Linked DNA regions of Drosophila melanogaster: region 1 is linked to region 2. The links are chromatin contacts, called in public Hi-C maps. All regions are on one chromosome and are shown on one strand. The core of a region is the stretch at or near the end of the contact, and the rest is flanking DNA. Distances in the headings are between cores, read along the strand shown.

Region 1 (5,726 bases), core at 1,793-4,292, 87 kb before region 2:
CGCATGCCTACAGAATACGCCATAGCGTTGTACGTGTATATACTCGACGCAATAAGTCGAACTCACTCCTTGTTAATATGAGGTTTATTGATCTCAAAAAAGGTAAATAACTAGTTTGTCAAGAAAATTCTTATTGTCTGCAAGTCCAGTATTTTTCTGCCCTATCGATCGACCGCCATTATTGCGGCGCCCCTTCCCTATTTTATGCACTGTTTTGATGCCAACAGCCGATTTGCTTTGTTTACATCGATAGCAGCTTTATGGTGGCATCCTTGCTCCTGATGCTGGGAACCATCGCTTTGCATCCCTGCCTTTTCCACGCTGTCAGTCGGCTTCAGTCCTCTTGAGTTCTTGCTCCTATTATCCAGGTGCATACCCTACTTGGGGCCGGCGCTGATTTTCCAGGCTCGAACTCTTTTTCCTGCGCGAGTGTACCTGCTCGAACTCCTTCTTCTGTTCGCGAGTTGAAGATTACGATCCCCGTTTCGTCTTTCCCCTTCCCCTATTAGAATTCGTCTCCGACATGAATTGGTCTCCTCCATGCTGGCTGCTTGATCAAAACAATGACGGTTGGGCGCCAAAAGTAACAAGCTGTTTAGTTCTACTCGCTACGAATTGCAGCGGCGAGCTCAGAGAGTTTTTGTGTTCGTCCCATCAAATTTTTGATTTGTGTGAGTACCTGACCAAGGAGAAGACAGAGTTTCAGATTAAGGGCGCTTTATTGTAGTATTTCACGGCTGACTGCTGATCGCCGTCTGCTGCGCGGCGTTGCTCCTGCGACGCCTTGCCTTCATCTTCCTGTGTGTCCCTGACAACGGAACACGTGCAGGATCGAAAGGGATTAGGATGTCATGGGCCAGGGTATATCGTCAACTGGTTAAGGCAACACTCGGCCAGGGACTACCCTTACCGACCACTGACTCCACTGTCCCTTCTGACCAGGTTCTTGTGTTATCGTGCTCCGCGGATCTCTGCATTGCACCGTTCTTCACCTGGAGTGATTGTCCTTGTATGTCCGCTCACTGGCTAATTCCCTTCTACGTCCTGCGCGTTCTCACAGACCGTTACCTTGTCGACGGGTGCGCGTTTTTCACTGACGGGTTGACTGTTCGCGGCGTTACTCTTACTTTCTCACTGTTCGTTCCCACTCGCGAATCTCTTGTCGCCTTGTTGGTATAGGTGGTCGCGGGGATCGCGTTATTTTTTTGTGCACGGTCCGCTCAGGTACAAGGCCACGTTAGTTCAAGGTGCGTCCTCTTTGTGCTCGTCCAAAGTCCGCATTGTTACCGTTCGACCTTGGGCCTTGGCCGTCCAGAGCTCGAGTCAAAGGTCCAGCGCAATACCGTTAGTTCACGGTCTCTCCACTTTGTCGGGGTCCAAGGTCCATTATTTTCCGTTCGACCTGGCCGCCTGACAACTCTCACATTCCAGCCGTCTTCGCTGTTGCTAAGCAGCTTTCCTAAGTTGTATTTTTTGAGAGTTTTAAGACTCCTCACAGTATTCAGCTCGCGACGTATGAAATCCGCATGTCGTGCCCTAAAATTTAGCAACAAGTTGTATATTTATATTTATTATATAAATATTCATTTTTAACTATGTATGTATGTTTGTATAGTTTTTATGAAATACATTTTTTAAAATGTATATATATTTTTTAAATTTATTTTTTAAATTACAAAAGTTTTATCCACAATTTTAGATAAAATTCATTTGATTTATTAGTTGAAATAATAAACATAATTTTAATTCTGTTATGTTGCTCACAGTCTCATGTTGAAGTATGTCTCCAGTACCATTTTACAAATATTAATTATAAACAATAAAATATATTTATGTGAACGGTTGATAATAATTTAAATAACATTAAGAATAAAAACAATAATGGTCAAGGCATTAATTTTTAAATCATTTTTAAATATGTAACTTCGCTTCTTAGATCAATATTAATTTCGGTTCGAAAATCGTCTTCTACGCTCTCAATTTCACGCGAGGCGGAGTAAGAGCAATTTTGGCCGTCACAAACCTCTTGATATTCGAATGTCTTTGCTTAGACATCGGTAGTCCCCGTGCCGCATGTAATTGGCAATTCTGTATGATCTTGATCAACACTAATCTACAAATCTCTTTAAATGACACAATGAAAATGCTAAGATATGCAAAACTTACGAAAAGCACATTCCCCGCAGGAATCTTCCTTTACTTTCTCAGTCGATTTATTATGTCTTGGCAATCGAGTAACTACAGTTCAATCCACTATACATTAACTGTTGCACAATTTATCGCTACAAAAACCATTACAAAATCAAATGGTTCGGCTAAACAGACGACGCTCTTACTGGCTCTCTCAAGCATTATTTATCATAAAATTTTGAATTGTGAAAAATTGATGCTTGTTTTGCTTTTATTAGTTTTAAGAAGTTTAACTTGTGTTAACTATGGGAAATCTTTATACAAAGTTATTCGATTTAAGCCCCGCCCACACTCTCATGAATAGAAGTAGTAACATTTTCCTTGTTTCGTAGCGTTTAAAGGGGTTTGTTTCCTATATATTCGATGATAGTAGTATCTTATCGTGCATAGGTAATTAAATACCTTCTTTCAAGGTATTTATTTTGAAAGCAACGAAAACATTATGAAGTACGACTTGTTTTTAACAACTGTAAGCTCTTCTTAATTTTTTTCTTCAATATCGATAATATTTAGCGTGTAAGTCGTAAGCTCTACTAACTATGACTATGCCATAGATGCAAGGCAATCGTTGTGCAATAGTTTTTATTTTAGTAAAACAGTGAAATTAAAAACAGTTCGATGACCCATGTAGTTGACTTAAGTTTCAACATAAAATAGACGCATGCGTTTTTTTGTGTTAGAAAAATTTTAAAATAAATTTAAATAAATAAATAGATTTGTAAACTTTTTTCTATTGTAGCTTATCTGTTCTTGCCCGATAGGGCATCCTTTCTTGCAGTGATATGGCTCTGTGTGAATCGGACATTAAGTCGAACAGTTGATAGTCATTAAATCTATCGGGCCTTGAAAATAAATAAAAACATTGTTGAAGCTCGTTGTCATCAATATCTTAAGGTGGTGCTAGTATTGATATATTTGTTAATGGATTTGTATGACGGCATTGATACGAGGGCTCGATCTAGCCAGATTGATGGATGGTCTTCGGGAATAAAAATGTTACAGACCCAGCTGGCAGTAAAAATGGCTGTCAAAAAACCAGTGAGTATACAATCTGCCGATATAGATCATACAATTATTAATACACCCTATGTAGCTTATGACGCCAGTGGTTAATCTAAGGTCCAAACGCCTTGCAGATCCAGAAGTTACATGTTTTGCTCCAATTACTACAGTTGTATCCAAACCATTAATAAGTGGTAAAGCCCTTCCATCCATACTGGAAAGGATAAACAGGGGGGACTGGGACGTTGCCGATGAATACGATCCTCAAAGGCCAAATGAATATGAAAAACTTAAAGAGAAAAGTAATGGCAGTGACAAAAATCGAGCAGGCGTAAGTGATCGAGAAGACCGAGATGACAAAGAAAAAGATCGTAAACGTGGACGCGTCGGTCGTCGAGAATTTTATAGAGACGAAGTCTCAGCCCCTAACCTGAAGCTCAGCGGGTTTGGCCACCGGCAAAACGATGATGACATGTACTTGCCATCTCCGGGCCTTGTAGCTAAACAGGGAGGTGCCACAATCGCTCCCCCTCCTTCCCTCCAAGAAATGTCCATTGATAGTGGTTGTGAAGCCACTAATACTATGCCATATTCTGCCAGCTCGGTGGCCGCCAAAATTATGGCAAAATATGGGTTTAAGGATGGTCAAGGTCTCGGAAAATCGGAGCAGGGCATGGCCATAGCTCTTCAAGTAGAGAAAACCTCCAAACGTGGTGGACGGATCATACACGAAAAAGACGTTTTTCTGCCACCCCTAGCATTGTCGCCACCTTCTATTGGCTCCCAAATAGGAACAAGTCCCAGCCACAAGGCCATGCCTCCTCCCCAGATGGTAGACACGGCGGCTGAGAGTGGTGACATCGGATACAGCATTACGGAGATTATGAAATCACCAAGCAAGGTTGTTCTTCTACGCAACATGGTAGGACCCGGGGACGTTGACGAAGAATTGGAACCCGAGGTAAAAGACGAATGCAACACCAAGTACGGGGAAGTGAACAGTGTAATCATTCACGAATCGTTCGGAACTGTGCCAGAAGATGCAGTTAAAATATTCGTAGAGTTTAGGCGGATCGAAAGTGCAATTAAAGGTTTTTATACATATGTGAATACTTTGTTTGGTAAATAGTTAGCTTTTATTTTTCTTTGCAGCTGTAGTGGACCTTAATGGACGTTTTTTTGGAGGACGTCAAGTGCGAGCGGGGTTTTACAACTATGATAAGTTTAAATGTTTCCAATTACATTAGAACTAATACAACTAAGATTGCATTTATTTTTTTCTAAGTTATTGATAGCCTAAAAAATGTTTACCGCACAGAACTAGTCTTGTAAATTTCTATTAAAAACTACTTTCTATCAAACAAAAACATTTTGACCATATTTATGTATATTTTTATTGTTGGGGTCGCTTACACAGTTTAGGTAACAAAGTGGAATACCCCTGGCTTTAGACCTTATGCTATGTTGGTTGGACCAAAGACACTAGAATAACAAGATGCGTAACGCCATACGATTTTTTTGAAAACGATTTTTTCGGAGCTGTTTTTTTACAGCAAACAGCTCATACAGTGACAGCCGGCAACTGTATGTGTGCACACGTATGCTCATGCATTGTTAATTTGACAAAAAATGCCCTTCACTTTACAAGTTTCTAGACTTTAAATATTTATTATTTTTTATCAATTGTCTCCATTTACAAAATTCCTGTTTTGCATAGCCTTAACGTTGTTATTATTTAGCTTAGAAATAGTAATAGCCGAATCAATGCACAGTGCCGCTCAACTGAATAGGTTGACTATTTTTAAATCCGAAACAAATTTGTATGTATGAATAGCTCAGTTATTAATAGCTGTTAAATAGCAAAGTTTCTGATCTCTTAAATTTGTTTTTATATCATTTTTTTTTTCAAAAACAACAAAAAATCTTCAATTTTTTGGCTTAACTGAATAGGTTTTACGCTTTTGACTTTACTTTTTGTTTGACCGCGTGATTGTAAAAAGTTAAATTCTTTTGTATTCTAAAATATAAATTATCTTTTTTAATCTTTTTCTCAAATGGTCCGCGGAAAACCTTTATCCGATTTTGAAAAAGGTCAAATCAAAGGCTATATTGAATCTGGTTTAAAACACTGTGTAATAGCCAAGAAAATCGGTCGAAGTCAAAACGTTGTGAGTAATTTTCTTCGTAATGAAGCCGACTATGGAATTGGATTATTTTAATTGTGTTTATTAGTGAAAAGTAAGTGGGTATGTGGGATACGATTAATAATTGGTTATAAGCAATAATGTCATCAGGTACCAGATGGCTGTGAAATTGAAAGTAGATTATTTTTCTTTTGTTTTGTAGTAGTGCGTAACTCTATTTCTATTAGTGATTTTGTAATGGTCAGGGTCAGTCTGTTCTAGATTTTAGGCTAGTTTAAATGGATTTTCTAATTTGCCTTTCTGTAGTGGGCTTTTTGTGTTGGGCAGTATCTCGTGTCGACTTCGTATACCATTCTGTCACTGTTGAGAAATATGTGTACAGGGTATCCA
Region 2 (5,713 bases), core at 2,740-5,239:
CGACAGACATCTCAAAACTGTAGACAATTTTATTAAAAACGAGCAAACTTATGGAAAGAACTATAAAAGCGGCAATAACCTTGTCTTTAACGCGGCAGATCGCATGTCCATGTCGAATACATTGCAATTCCCACGAGTCCTCCGCCAAAATTCGAAAAAAAAGTGGTGAAAAGCAGTTGAAATCGTTAATTCAAAGGGTGATTAAGAAAGCTTATCATTTAAAACACGAAAAACTGCAAAAAAAAAAAACAACTCTTAATAAGTTGCGAAAAAAGCACGCCTGAGTTTTGCTCGAGCTCACATGACCTGGTCTAAGGAGTGGCATTATGTCGAATTTTCGGACGAGATGAAATTTAATTTGGAGGAACCAGACGGCAATTGTCATTACTATCATGATTTGCGTAAAGAGGAGCACATTTTGGATCTTATTCACAGTCGGGTTGAAGGTGTCATGGTATGGGGCGCAGTATCCTATTATGTCCCCTGTGATTGGAAGTTTTTAACACCAAAAATAAACACGAAAGATTATAAGTGTGTATTAAAAACTGCATTTCCCTACTTTAAGAACGTTTTTGGAAATCTAGAATGGCATTTTCAGCACGACAATGTCCACACGTTCGGTAAAAACATGGATTCGAAGCGATAATGTAAAAGTTATGGAATGGCCACTATACTCCCAGGACCTTAATACAATAGAAAACGTGTGGGGATGGTTGGCTGGGAAGGTATACGAGGGTGGTAAGCAATATGTCACTCAAGAGAAATCGATCACCGGAAAAAAGTTCGGTTGGTCTACGATTACTTTGGATTACCTAGAAAAAATATATGATTCACTTCCCAGACGAATGTGTGAAGTCCTTGAAAACAAAGGAGAAGCAACTAATTATTAGTTTTCTTTAAAAATATTAGATTTTAAACATTTAAGTGATAATCATCTAACTTTTTTCGAAATTAATAAAAAAAAACCTAAATTGTCATAGGGGCGCTATCCTGATGTTTTTTTTCTGGTGTTTTTGTTTTTCTTTTTTATTTCAACAAAAATCTATAAACAACAAACTGCATCCCATATAAACTTTTCATTTATGAAATTTTACAACTTTTAAGGGAAAAAATTTCAAAAACTTTCGCTTAAGCAGTTTTCTAAATGTCTCACATCAAAGATTTTTACTCAAGGTGCGCTAACCTGGTGAGGCGCAGTGTACATATGTATATTATTCATCAATATGAACAAGCGAATCGAAATATTCATGCTTGTCCGACCGTTTCTAATCAAACTAGCCTCTTGTCCAAACCTCTTCTTTCCATTGCACGAAATATAAGAGATGGAGCAAGATTTATATTGTTAATTTGTTTTATGAATGGATTAACAAAATATATGTGCAAAAGTTTGTGTTATGCTCATAACCGAATTATCGGTCTAAAACCTTGTTCGTTTCCGAGAAAAATCGACTAACACGTCAAAGTAGAAAATTAGACCTGGTTGGGGCCGGTGAAGAAATTCCATGAAATATCTTCAATTGTTTTTTCAAAAACAAGACATTTAAAAACATTCCCTGACTCACCCAAAGTAAACTCCTTACCCTTTCTGTGAACAAGAAACTATTACCCTTGAACAAGTCATTGAAAAAAACTCTGCATGCTTATAAAAAACAAAATGTTGTTCTTGAATGGAGATTTATTTTAAAAAATGCCTATAACAATTAAGTCCGTTTTGCAAAAGTATTTGATAGACTGTGCCTGGCAAAAATTTTGTAATGTGGACCATTATAATGTTTTTTAAATGATGATGCAGCGCGGGCCGGGCTTTATTTCAAGGCCCGCGGGCCTTTGCCAAAAAAATTGGGTTCGGGCCTCAAATTCGTCTTTCGTGCCCTAAGAAAAAAGCCCGCAGGCAGAACCGAAAGTTAAACTTGTTTGTCACAATCTAACAGGCGAGAACATCCTCAATAACGTTAAGGAAATTATGGAAGAATACAGTTTGGATTCTAATATCGATAAATCTATTTTGTTTGTGATCGGAGAAAGTATTAAAGATGTGCGCCAGTGAAATGCTCGATTCTGAAACCATAATTCAGCTGAAAAATAATACGTTAAATTCTTTACATAAAAGATGTGCACCATAAACGGCACATTATGTTGGACTCTTCTTAAATTCTCCCGTTAAGGAAATGTGTTGCTTATCGCCAAAAGTTAAGGAGAATGTAATTGTAACTGTCAAAGCAATGCTTTCAGAAATGCAAAGTGATGAGGAGTTTTATAGGATTAAGAACTGCAAGCCCAGATAAAAAGGGGTTAGGACTGTTTGCAGAATTTCAGGATTAAAAATTTTTCAAAAAAACTTAGTTACAACTAAATTCTTATGATATTGAAATAGAAAAATATTTAAATGGCTGTGCAGCTACTTCAGACCAAAATGTGTTAGAATTTTGGAAATGTAGTGAACTCAAGTTATTGAATTGCCATTCCGGCAAGCTCAGCGAATAGCAAAAGATTATTTTCTACCTCTGGAATTGTATTAAATGAGCGATGTACACGTTTAAAATGTTCTAATTTAAAAAAAAAAATATTTTTAAATAAAAACTTGTCATAAATTATGTTTAAAACACCAAAACTGTACTAAATATTAAGTTTTTTGCAATCAACTTTGTTTACAAAATATAAGAAATATAAATATAAGAAAACCGACATACTTTAAATTAAAAAAAATTGCATTGTTTTTATTTTTTAATTTGTTCGTGTTTAGCTTGGGCAGGGCCCCGGGCTTTTTTTGGGACTAGGTTTCGTGCTCGAGACGGGACGGGCCTCAAGAAGTAGGAAGTCTTCCATTACCTAAGTAGCGTGTATCTTATACTTGCGGAGCTCACAACTATAGGATTTCTCTTGTTTTTATATTTTTCGGTTACAAATATATAGCGCTTGTTGTATGTATGTATGTATGTATGTACATATATACTACTCGACCGACTTGCCTAGTCCTGTTAATTAAGAACACATACGTATAATTCTAGAATTGTTAGCAAAAAAACGTAACTTTTTAAATTAAATATATGCTTATAACATTGTACAGAAATTACATTTTAAACACATTATAATTTTTCCGCCATTGTACATAGACTTTAATTTGTCGAATATCTCCTTTACTTCGTTGTTAACATTTAAATAAAATAACCAACAGCAAGGGTTAGAAATCGATATCCCTAAATCACCTTACCTGACGTCGAAAGGTGTGTTTTTCTTTTTCCAGGAACTTATCAATCTCTTTGGACTTGTAGCGCTGCTCCAGTTCCTCAGGGGTACTACGCAGCCTTACTAGATATGTGATAATATTTCCGCAACATCGAAAGCAAGCAAAGCGCGAGGTCTGAAGCCGACTGCCCTGAAGTCGCAGTCGCTCTGCTCCATTCGATATTAGGCCGTCTGTAGACGTGGTCGCTGCTTCTGGTCCAGTTACCGCTCCCACCCGCGTGCGATGCTCTTCCATAAGATGAGTCAGAGTACCACTAAGCGTGTCACTATCTATGTTGTTTTCGACGCCGTTCGTGATGACATTGTTGTTTGGAATGGAAATTCGTTCTTGAGTTAATTTGGTCAATGTAATGCCAGACATCGCTGGCAAGCCAACGCCTGATGCTCGCACTTTCTATATACACACACGAACACCAATACGTCAAACACTCCCCACACTAACAGCAGATGCTCATCGTCTTGCTTTCGCTTTAATTTATAAACAAACACTTTTTGAATTCTGCATATTCTAATTGTAGGCCTCATATTAGATTAAAAGGCGATGTTGCCATCTGAAAGCCATAACCATTATTTCTACATGGCATCAGACTTAAACGCAACACAAATTCCGGAATAAAGTTCACACCAATAAGACACTGAACGTGATCGTTATTAGGTTATGACACTCTCAGCCATTACATTTACGTTTCTTTAGGAATATAATTGTAATTATATATGGAGCAAACAACAGCGGTGATAATAATTTTTGCCTGTATATAAAACATAAACATTCGTGTCAACTTTGTTATACCATGTTCCCACAGATCAGTTTTTCGGTGAAATTGGTTCCATATGTGAACCAATTTGACAATATTATAAGCAACAGGTCCAGCTCTTTAGTGTAAAGAATTATTAAAAACAAATTATTATATCGGGTTTACCAGGAATGTAATTTATAATTTAATTTTAAATTTTAAAGCATATAAGATAAAAAGAAAATGAGAAGAAAATATTATTCTTTAATTGGGAACAAAACAAATCAGTTACAATAACATTAATAAAAAAATTGGTTGTAGAATATTTCTTTAAAATTAAAACTTTATTTTAATGAAGTGACTTTTGGAGAGGGCACGTTCCCTTATAGGATGACCTGTATGGGATGAAAATTAAAAAAAAAAAAACATTTTTAACTTTTGCTATGGATACAGTAGCATTGATTGGTTTAATTCGCATTCTGTTTTATTTCGATATTAGGTTGATCCAATACACTAAAGCTAGGTAAGATTCAAAAAATATTTTTATATCTTAATCTTAATATCATGGCCATTAGCTTACATAGAGAAATAAATAAATAAATATTTATTCCGTTTTGCGTGCTCGCCACCTGTGTTTAAGATTTTTGGAATTCGTTTAGATTCTTTGTAAGGCTGTCAACTAATTAAAGCTAAGCTTAATATTGTTTAAGAGAGCTGGGCAGAAGGCTTTATTTCGGAAGCGGTGATCAGACTTGATGACAGCGTACTGTACTTTGCATCCGTCTTATAGCCCGGGGTGCAGCATGGCCGCCCTGGACGGCGGAACTACCAGGGTTCGAATAAACAATGTCACATCGAATTCAAACATTTTACACAATGTAATTCCGCAAGGTTCGCCAATTTCTGCGGTTTTATTTATGATTGCAATTGAAGAAATAAATAACATTGTAACTCGGCAAAAATATATTTACATCTCACTTTACAAAAATAAAAAATATTCATACAGTCAGCACAAAATTTTTAGAAATATTGCACGAAAATACCTCTCTGCCATTGAAAAATGCCAACTATTATAATTTGACGGAAAAAACGTTGTAATCTCTCCGCACAATAAATGATGTAAACTTTTTAAAAAATTTGGGGATGACCTTCGACTGCAAACTACTTTTCAAACAGCACTGTCAGATTCAAAGAAAACAACTGGAAACTAGATTTCACATTATTAAATTTCTATCATCTAAATATTCGTACATATAACTAAGACTCTCATAGATATTACGATTACGCACGCATTAATGCTATTTAAAATTGACTACCGTCTTCCAATCTGCGGCAGGCTAAGTGTTGGCGACAATACAAGGACAAAAGCAGGCTAAGTGTTGGCGACAAAAACAAGGGCAAAGGCAATGCTGTTGAGATTGGAGTGTGAAATTTGCTTATCAAATGGGCAGAGTTTATATTATGGGTTGGATAACTTGGCGGAATTCCGCGTAGAAGAAACTACATTGATGCTAATCTCGAAGCTGTACACCACGTCCAACTGCCTGCTAACCCATGACTTCGGAGCCATTTTCAAGCAAAAGCTGAATTTTTAATGCATATCCACTCTAACACGTTGCGCTGACTACATCAAGCAACTTGACCTCACCCTGCCTATGCACATTGGGGTTTCAAACAGCCTTCAGATCTACAAAGCTGAAAAAAAAGAAAGAAAAAGAAAAACTGAATTAATA

Evidence for each region. A called contact is a pair of places that touch in the nucleus more often than the background predicts.
Region 1: a Hi-C map of the S2 cell line shows a contact between it and region 2, with 5 times the contacts expected there. A contact is called at or near these places in 7 of 107 Hi-C or Micro-C datasets (the Kc167 cell line, the ML-DmBG3-c2 cell line, the S2 cell line and 2 more) and 1 of 7 datasets of targeted methods (the Kc167 cell line).

Annotation. Positions count from the first base shown.
Region 1 is chr2L:23,065,702-23,071,427 of dm6, reverse strand. It overlaps Spf45 (Spf45,), which reads left to right and starts at 3,042. Exons shown (of 3, transcript NM_001042961.3): 1 at 3,042-3,228; 2 at 3,284-4,283; 3 at 4,345-4,554. The coding sequence starts at 3,112. The coding sequence ends at 4,439. lncRNA:CR43242 (long non-coding RNA:CR43242) reads right to left here and starts at 2,423. Exons shown (of 2, transcript NR_048041.1): 1 at 2,167-2,423; 2 at 704-1,536.
Region 2 is chr2L:22,980,092-22,985,804 of dm6, reverse strand. cta (concertina) reads right to left here and starts at 3,989. Exons shown (of 6, transcript NM_001273767.1): 1 at 3,212-3,989. The coding sequence starts at 3,607.